Linked DNA regions of Mus musculus: regions 1 and 3 are each linked to region 2. Evidence: chromatin contacts called from public Micro-C and promoter capture Hi-C data. All regions are on one chromosome and are shown on one strand. Each heading gives the region's core, a stretch centred on a gene start, on an enhancer-like site or on the middle of the called end of the contact. The rest is flanking DNA. Distances are from core to core; before and after follow the strand shown. Region 1 holds the start of Cstb (cystatin B). Region 2 holds the start of Lrrc3 (leucine rich repeat containing 3). Region 3 holds the start of Pdxk (pyridoxal (pyridoxine, vitamin B6) kinase).

Region 1 (2,700 bases), core at 20-2,519, 520 kb before region 2:
CTGGGACTTCACCTGGATGGTGGGTGAGAAGGAAGGACTTAGATTCATGCACAGGTGCCCCCACACACACACACTGCCAGCCTTCAATACTCCTCATTCCGGGGGACATGGTAAACTGTTGGCCCCACTGATAAAGAACAACACAGCTCCTTTTTTTTGGGGGGGGGGGGGACAGGGTCTCACTATGTAGCTATGGCTGGCATGGAACTAAGCAAACTGGGCTGGCTTCAAATTCAGAGAGACTCGCCTGTCTCTGCCTCCTGAGTGCTGATGTGGCACGTGGCCAAGGTTCCCTTGCCTGGCCAGTGTGTCTGTAACATTTCCTCATTTCTAGGGTCTCATGGAGCTGACTCACTCCTTCTTGGCCACTTCAGTCAGAGCAAACACCTCCCAAGATCAGCTAGGCTTAGTGGACAGGGTCCTGGGCTTGGGGCGTGGCAGGAGAGCTGAAGAGAGGATTTGTTTAACTTTTCTTCTCTTGCTAATACCCTGAACCTCCCCCTACCTTGTACTGAATCTCTGCTCTGCTAACAGTCACAGGAAGGGCAGCCCAGGCCCAAGGTCCACCCCCTCGTTTCAGACTAGGCACAAGCAAGTTCTACAACTTCTGGTTTTGATCCTTTTTTTTTTCCCTGAGGGGCGGTGTTGGTGATGGTGGTGGTGGTATCAGTTGAATTCCTGCCACTGAGCTAAACAGTCCTAGCTCTTTCTTTTGAGGAGACAAGCACAGTAGCCCAGTCTGGCTTTCTCTTGTTTAGGCCTGGGTGTAAGTCAAAAAGGTGCCGTCTAGGTTCTAACAGCTGCCTTCCTGAATTCTCTGGGACCACCGGATCCCTCCACCGATCCCGGGGCTAGTTCCCTAATAGGTGAGTGGCCCTCTTGTATGCAAGCGGCAGAAGACTCGCCCCAGTTCCCGGCCCTGAATCTTCCAACCAGATCCAGAGCCCCCAGCTCCCAGTCACACTTGTGGCCGCCCCGGAAACCCGCTGCAGGACCTGACCAGTCTGGGCAGGCCGGTCCCTGAGGCCGCCGGGTCTCCGCAGGCCTGGCTCAGACTGGCCTGACCTGGGCCCAGCCTCACCTGGTCGGCGACCTCCTGCGTCTCGGCCGTGGCTGGCATTGTGGCAGATGGCGCGCCACACATCATCTTGGCAGCAGTAGTCGGGGTAGCACGGAGAAGCTGAAGACAGATCCAACTAGGAGACCTGGGTGCCTGGACCCTAGAAAAACCTGGCTTGGCTCCGCCCCCCCGGACCCGTAGCACGTGACAGAGCGACGGGGCGGGGCGCCGCACCCTCTCGCTCGCTCTCTTTACTGTCACCACCCTCCGTTCCAGGCAGAGTCAGGAGACCCAGGCTGGGCGTGGGCGGAGGGTGAGGCATGGTGGGTGCTTCACGTCCTTTCCCTGAACGGACGCTAAGAAGGGTTTGGAGGCTGGGAGTCCTGATTGCCCCTCAATGGTCGTGAAGTGATTGTAGGAGTATCTCTGACCCGGCTTAGGGGCTTCCGGGTCCTCACAGGATGCAGAGATGTGAGAAGGGGTCCTAGTCTTTCCATGGAGTAGGTGGACACGAAGTACAGCCCTGGACATCTCAATTTCCCCTTGTCCTGTGACTATTAAGTGGGGGTCTTGATGGGTCCCTATCCCTCCTTCCATAGAGTGGATACAGAAATAGATGATTGAGGACCTAGAAGTCTCAGATCCCTGTTCCTTGACCCCTGGCCCCATCCTTTCCTCCCCTCCCCAACGTGGACTTAGTTTTTGGGTCCGGATAACCCCATGAAATAAGAGCTTATCTGGGAATTCCATTCTTTTTGAATGACATGGCCTTGTCAGGCGGTAGGCGGGGCTTGGGGATCCCAGCCCCAGCCCCACAGAGCTGGGTAGGTGGTCTATTCTGGGTGAGACTCTATTCTCACACACCCAACACAGGCTGGGAACCATGAGGACCCCGGATATGCCCTCTGTCAGTGCTCTTACTTGAGTGACCTTCAAACCCGAGTTTCCGTTTGCAAAACTGTCACAGTTGGATAGCAGGACATGATGGTATACACCTGCAATCCTGGCACTTGAGAGGCTAAGCTAACCTGACTATGCAGTGAGACCTTGGCTTAAAAAAAATAATTTGGGGGTGCAGAGGTAGCTCATGGTAAGGGGCTTGCCACGGAAGTGCGACAGCCTGAATTTGATATTTGGAACCCAGTCAAAGAGCCAAGTGAGGGGCTGGAGAGATGGCTCAGCAGTTAAGAAAACTGGCTGCTCTTCCAGAGGACCTGAGTTCAATTCTCAGCTCCCACATACTAGCTCACAACTCCAGTTCCATGGGATCCTATTTCTCCACCCCCTGGCCTCAATGGGCACTAGGGATGCAAGTGGTGCCCAGACATACATGGAGACTTGTGGTGGTGGCAGTCAACCCAAACTAAAACAGAAGTTAGTACCAGACACTGGAGTATTGCTGGGATTAGGCCTGGCCATGCTTTTGTTTGGAGGAATGTGGATTTTGGGTTAGAAAAGCAATTGATCACTTAATAGTTCATAGGGCCATAGTAGTAGGAATATGGAAGACAGTGGTGATGAAGGTGATGTGAGCTTTGGGGGTCTGGTTCAAGAGGTTTCAGAGGACAAAACTATTTGTATGTGGCCTACAGACTGTTCTCGAGCTTTGGCTAAGAACGTGGTTGCTTTTTTGCTCTTGT
Region 2 (2,700 bases), core at 81-2,580:
CACAGACCAAGAAACAATATTTACAAATTATGCATCTGATAAGGAGGGTGTTTCCAGAGAACTCTCACAACTCAAAATTAAAGAAAACAAACGACTCATCGAAAAGCAGAGAAACGGAGCAGACAGGAAACAAAGAAGAACACACCATAAGCCTCTGGAGTGACACAGACCCGTATTACAGCTCAAGCCACCGTTCCACACCCAGAGTGTTAGAGCCACGGGCCCACCAGGAGCTGTTGGCTATGTGCCTGTGTTGTCAGTGGGGTGTAATAAGGAGCCTACCCTGCTCCAGACACTGCCATTCAGGGTATGCACCCAAGGCTGCTGCACAACGCTCCCATGGCCCTTCCGTTAGAGTCCCAGATTAAAACCCAGCCGGAGCCGAACAGGTTACAGTATAGAAACTGGCACAGTGGACCTAGGGAGCCACTCAGCGTGGTGAACCACGAAATAAGGAGGCGGAAAGATAAAATGATAGGAGGCCATTTATGGAAGTCGTGGGAAACGCAGACTCCACGGAGGAAGACAGGTGACAAAGGAAGACTGGGGTCCTCCTGAGGCCGGTGGTGATAGGTTCCCGGCTGAGGATCAGGTCCTGCGTCGACGCTCCCATTTGCCTTTCTATGGTGACCTTAGACCTGAGACTTGGGGTGAGGGGCGTCAGTCATGCGGTGGGGCTGCTCAGGGCGGGGCTTGGCCACGTGGCACGCCCACGGACCCTTCCCTTACCAATGCCCTAGAAAGCCGGTACCTAAACCCGCCCACGCCCCTACAGGCCCCGCCCACATCCCGCCCCAGTCAGTGCAGTTTACATATCAGGCCCCGCCCCTCACATAAACCTCGCCCATAACCCTGTGCACCCCTCCTTGGGCTCCCCCCTCGGTGTTCGCCCCGTAGGATTTTATGAACTCTGTTTAGCTCTTTCTTACGCAGGCCCCAGCCCCTACCCAGCCCCTCACCTATCTGACCCTTCCCCTTAAGGCCTTGGCCCTCCTCAAATAGGACCCTCCCCTCCCCAGCCCCTCTTCCCCGCCTCTCGCACGGGACAGCCCTTTAGAGACCCCGCCCCTCAGCACACAGACCACGCCCTTACCTGGCCCCTCCCACCCACAACATGCTAAGCCCCGTCCCCCAAAGCACAGAACACCAAGGTCCCTTACTAGGACCCCTTTTCACCGGCGCCGTCCTTATCGCAAGGCCCCTCTCCACCTATTCCTCCCCTCCCAAAACCCTCTCAAGGCCCCGCCCAACACACAAACCCCGCCCCTCTGGCCTCAGCCCCACCCTGCCCCTCCTCTTGCCGGCCCCTCCCCTATAGCAAAGGCCCCCGCCCCTCCCGCCATGGCTTGCCCGCCTCCCTTCTTTACTGGCCGCTCGGTGGGCACGGGGCGGGTCGCCGCGGCGCCGGGAGGACTCTGGTCAGGCTCCGGGAAGCTCGGAAGGCGCTGAGCAGCGGCGGCCGCTCAGGTAAAGCCCCCATCCGCCCGCGTGGCCTCCCACCCGCGGAGCTCCACTGTCCCTGCTTTGCCGCCCTGCTCTCTGCTGCCGCTCCCTGCCCAGCCGGGCCGCACGCAGGGGGCTGCTTTTTCTCTCCGGTGTCTCCAGCGCCTCAGGCATGAAGCTTCTGCTTCAGGGTGCGCGGCGAGCTTTATTGATGACCGCGATCTTTAAGGTGTCACAGGTAGCCGAGTGCTTGGGGACAAACTGGTGAACGCGGCCACTTGCCCCGCCCGACCTGGCTCGCACAGATCGAGAGGGAAGACCTCCGCCAGCACGCGCCTAGAGCTGGGGGATGGGGAAGAGATGGATCCTTGGGCCTCCGCCCAGACTTGTGTCCCCAGCTATGGGTGGGTGACCAGAGGCTAGGACAGGGTTCTGTAACTGCCTAGCTAGGGCCAGTCTCCAGCCATCGGTCAGCCCTAGATGTCTTACTTAGCTGGGAGGTGCCTTCTCTGGGTGGCCTTGGGAATCTTCTAGAGTAAGTTACAAAGCAGGTATGTTTGATAGCCCGGAGCCCTGCCTCAAACCTGATATGCCTACGATTCCTTTCCTCCCTGATCCCGTCCTCCCAAATTGAATTGAAATGTGCAGTGGCGGTCACCCTCAGCTCCCTTTCCTCTTTTTTTCTTGTAGAACTGAGATCACTAGGCTCTTCAGCAGGCGAAGACACAAGAGTTTGTGTTGGATGACTGCCTGCAACGTGAGGAAGGACAGTCGCTTGCACATCCCAGTGGAGAAGAGCTACCTGGGTCAGGTGGAGGCAACATGGGCCCCAGGGGCAGGCAGAGCCCCTCAGCCACACTGGCCCCCTCCCAGGGGTCTTGCTTCTTCATCCTCTTCTGCTTACGGTTAGGTGCCTCCTGCCCACAGGCCTGCCAGTGCCCTGACCATGCTGGGGCCGTGGCTGTCCATTGCAGCTCAAGAGGGCTGCAGGAGATCCCTAGGGACATCCCAGCCGACACGGTGCTTCTGAAACTAGACGCCAACAGAATCTCCCGAGTCCCCAATGGAGCCTTCCAACACCTGCCTCAGCTGAGGGAGCTGGACCTGTCCCATAATGCCATTGAGGCCATTGGGCCAGCAGCCTTCTCAGGTCTGGCTGGGGGCCTGCGGCTGCTGGACTTATCCCACAATCGCATCCGAAGAATTCCAAAGGACGCCCTGGGCAAGTTGAGTGCCAAGATCCGCCTGTCCCACAAT
Region 3 (2,700 bases), core at 57-2,556, 560 kb before region 2:
TCCTAGTAGGGTATCTAAGTAAATGAATACATAAAATAAATCCAAGGCAGTTCCAGGTGTGGTGGCATACACCTTTAATCCTGGCACTCAAGTTAGGTGGGTCTCTGAGTTCAAAGCCAGCTTGGCTTAGATAGTGAGCTGGATCAGGGAGAGAGACATCATGAGACCTTGTCTCAAAAAAGCTAAAGAAAAGCTCAAAGTGAATTGCCCCTCCCTAAGTATAACACCAGAGGTCTTCTATACACATACACAAACACAGAAATGCCGGGATTATAAATGTACACCATTGCTCCAGGCTAGCAAGATTCAGTTACAAGAAATGTTTAGCACATACATAGTATCCAGCAAACGTTACTATCAGCAAGCAATTAATTATTCCTCCAATGTACTTCCATTTAGTTGATTCCAGTCAAGCCTTCCTAACAACTTGGTTCTTCTTTACAGCTTTTCTGGTGCTGGGGCCTTGGTATGCACCCCACCAACGGAGCCTCAAAACCACTTCCTTTTTCTGATCTGTTCCCCAAGCAATGGGAATGTTCCTTTCTCTTCAGAGCAGATCTGGTCCCCAGTACTCTCTCTCACCAAGATAAAGCAAACTTGACATACTGGCCTGTGCCACTGATCTGTGACCCTGGTGTGTCCGTGACCACAGGAGTGCCAAGTGTAGGTCTGGAGATGGGACAGGAAGAGAGGTGCGCTTTCCCTAGGACTGAGAGGACTTGGTGGGTAGTGAAGAGGGGAAGACCAGTGCAGCCCCTTCAAATCTGTCCCCATGAGTGGCTCTAAGCAGACTTGAGCCTAGAGAAGATCTCTTATTATATTGAGAAGGGGCACGTGACTCCTGACTCAGGGTAGCCTGAGATCAGATGCCTGTGAGCCCTACTGGGTCTGGGATTCCACGCAGGCCGCGTGGCTGGAAAGGATCTCCTGATCTCTGAGGGTCTTCAGGCTCTGGAGCTCAGTGGAAACTCTTTGGACAGCAGCTCCGGAGTATGCCACCCATGGAGTGATCAGCGCCGCGGGCCAAGGAGGTGGAACAGTGTGTACTGAAAGTACCGTGCTGTGGAGTGTGATACAGGCGAACCCCCTGACGCACAGACAGATCTGCAAAAAGGGATGTGAGGCCACGTGATGGAGCACAGAGGAAGGAGCTCATGTGCTGGATTCCACAGGTCCCGTTGCCCGGAGGGGCGGGGCCTGCGTGAGGCACCGCCTTCAGCCCGCCCCTCGCCGCGCGGGACTCGCGGGTTAGCAGCCGGCCTGTTGAGGTCAGAGGAGGCGGGGAGCGCGTCCAAGCCTAGCGACTGCGCGTGCTTAAAGCGCTCGGAGCAGAATCCGAGCGAGCGGCCTGAGCAACCCCAGCCTGTGACACCACCTGGACCACGCGCCACTACAGCTTTCCCGGCATGGAGGGCGAATGCCGGGTGCTCTCCATCCAGAGCCATGTTGTCCGTGGCTACGTGGGTAACAGAGCGGCCATGTTCCCTCTGCAGGTATGCGCTCCACTGCTTATGTAACCGGGCCGGGCTGCTCACTTGCGGGTCTACGGGTTCGCTGCGTGGCCTTTTCCGACTAATGACCTTGGCCCCCTGTGGCCATCCTTTTGGGTCCCTATTGAGCGCTGGGCGCGCTGAGGGCAGATCCTGGCGCAGGCAGGCCGGGGGCGTGGACTACCCTGGGGAGCTTACAGCGGGGTGGTGCAGGTGGCACGAAGCCCCCTGCCCGGCTGTGGCGCACACGGTAGCGCCTGAGGGTCCCTGTTGCTTCCGTCTGCCTGACCAACAGTGGGCAGGGGCTTCCCGAAGCGTTAAAATGCTGAGCTGGGAGAATCCTTTCCTTTGGGAGCGCGGAGAGCCTCTTGGTAGACACATTGGCTAGTGATTGCTCGCTCTCTGCAGACATCCACGTTCTGCTTCTACCCATTCTATGAACTTGGACCAAGGAGGAAGCTGGGCCCACGCTTGGGTCTGAACACTCTTAGGGTGGTCTGTCACCCGCAGAGATGGGGCTGGAACTCTGCACCTCCCGCGTGCTTGCTTTTATTCCTAAAAGACAGCATAGTTTGCTGAGTTTGGCTTTGGAAGCAACCTGTTAGAAGGGCTGTAGCCTTTTCTTCCCAGATCCTATCTCCTGTGAGATGTGTGATGAATGAGGCTATCTCTGATCATTTCTGGCAGGTGGTGCTTCCTGCTTGTGACTGGTTGCCCTTGGAGGGAACCAGGTTGTCATGGGCATTAGAATAGGGGTCATAGGCAATATCAGCTGACTGGAGCTTCCTTGCCTGGCCGGTCCAGCAGGAAGATTGGGCTGGCCTGGGCAACCAGGTGGTGGCCTCTTGCAATGTATCTTTTTTGGCTGGTCACTGAGCAGGGTGGCAGGTCCCCGTTCCCCTTCCGCTCATGTCTAGCCATTAAACTGATTCCTGGGAGATGTTAGGGTGTAGCCTCTGGCTACCATGGACCTGAAAGAAGGACTTGGAAGGAAAACAGGTGGCTGGAACTGCATTTAAGGACAATAGAGGACTGTCCTGAATCAGGCTTGCTTGCCAGACAAATAGAGCAATTGATTGTTATTATACAGCATAGGAGATCAAAGTCTGTAGGCAAGGGCAGTTGCTGAGTGTTTGAGCGCCTGTTGGTTGATAAACAGTGCTTCACCCACACGGTCTAGTGTAGGCATTCTTGTTCTATCCAGAATGCA

What was found. Promoter capture Hi-C pulls out the DNA fragments that hold promoters and counts their contacts. Hi-C and Micro-C count contacts between places; a contact is called where the count stands out from the background.
Region 1: a contact with region 2 is called in a promoter capture Hi-C map of second pharyngeal arch cranial neural crest. The contact joins the promoter of Cstb here to the promoter of Lrrc3 in region 2. A contact is called at or near these places in 3 of 39 promoter capture datasets (cranial neural crest, second pharyngeal arch cranial neural crest and stem cell-derived epiblast-like cells) and 1 of 115 datasets of contacts at active chromatin or transcription factors (embryonic stem cells).
Region 3: a Micro-C map of embryonic stem cells shows a contact between it and region 2, with 4 times the contacts expected there. The contact joins the promoter of Pdxk here to the promoter of Lrrc3 in region 2. A contact is called at or near these places in 1 of 39 promoter capture datasets (embryonic stem cells) and 1 of 484 Hi-C or Micro-C datasets (embryonic stem cells).

The regions. Positions count from the first base shown.
Region 1 is chr10:78,424,239-78,426,938 of GRCm38.p6, reverse strand. It overlaps Cstb (cystatin B), which reads right to left and starts at 1,269. Exons shown (of 3, transcript NM_007793.3): 1 at 1,082-1,269; 2 at 1-12. The coding sequence starts at 1,147.
Region 2 is chr10:77,901,166-77,903,865 of GRCm38.p6, reverse strand. It overlaps Lrrc3 (leucine rich repeat containing 3), which reads left to right and starts at 1,330. Exons shown (of 2, transcript NM_145152.4): 1 at 1,330-1,467; 2 at 2,134-2,700. The coding sequence starts at 2,266.
Region 3 is chr10:78,463,554-78,466,253 of GRCm38.p6, reverse strand. Pdxk (pyridoxal (pyridoxine, vitamin B6) kinase) reads left to right here and starts at 1,306. Exons shown (of 11, transcript NM_172134.2): 1 at 1,306-1,493. The coding sequence starts at 1,407.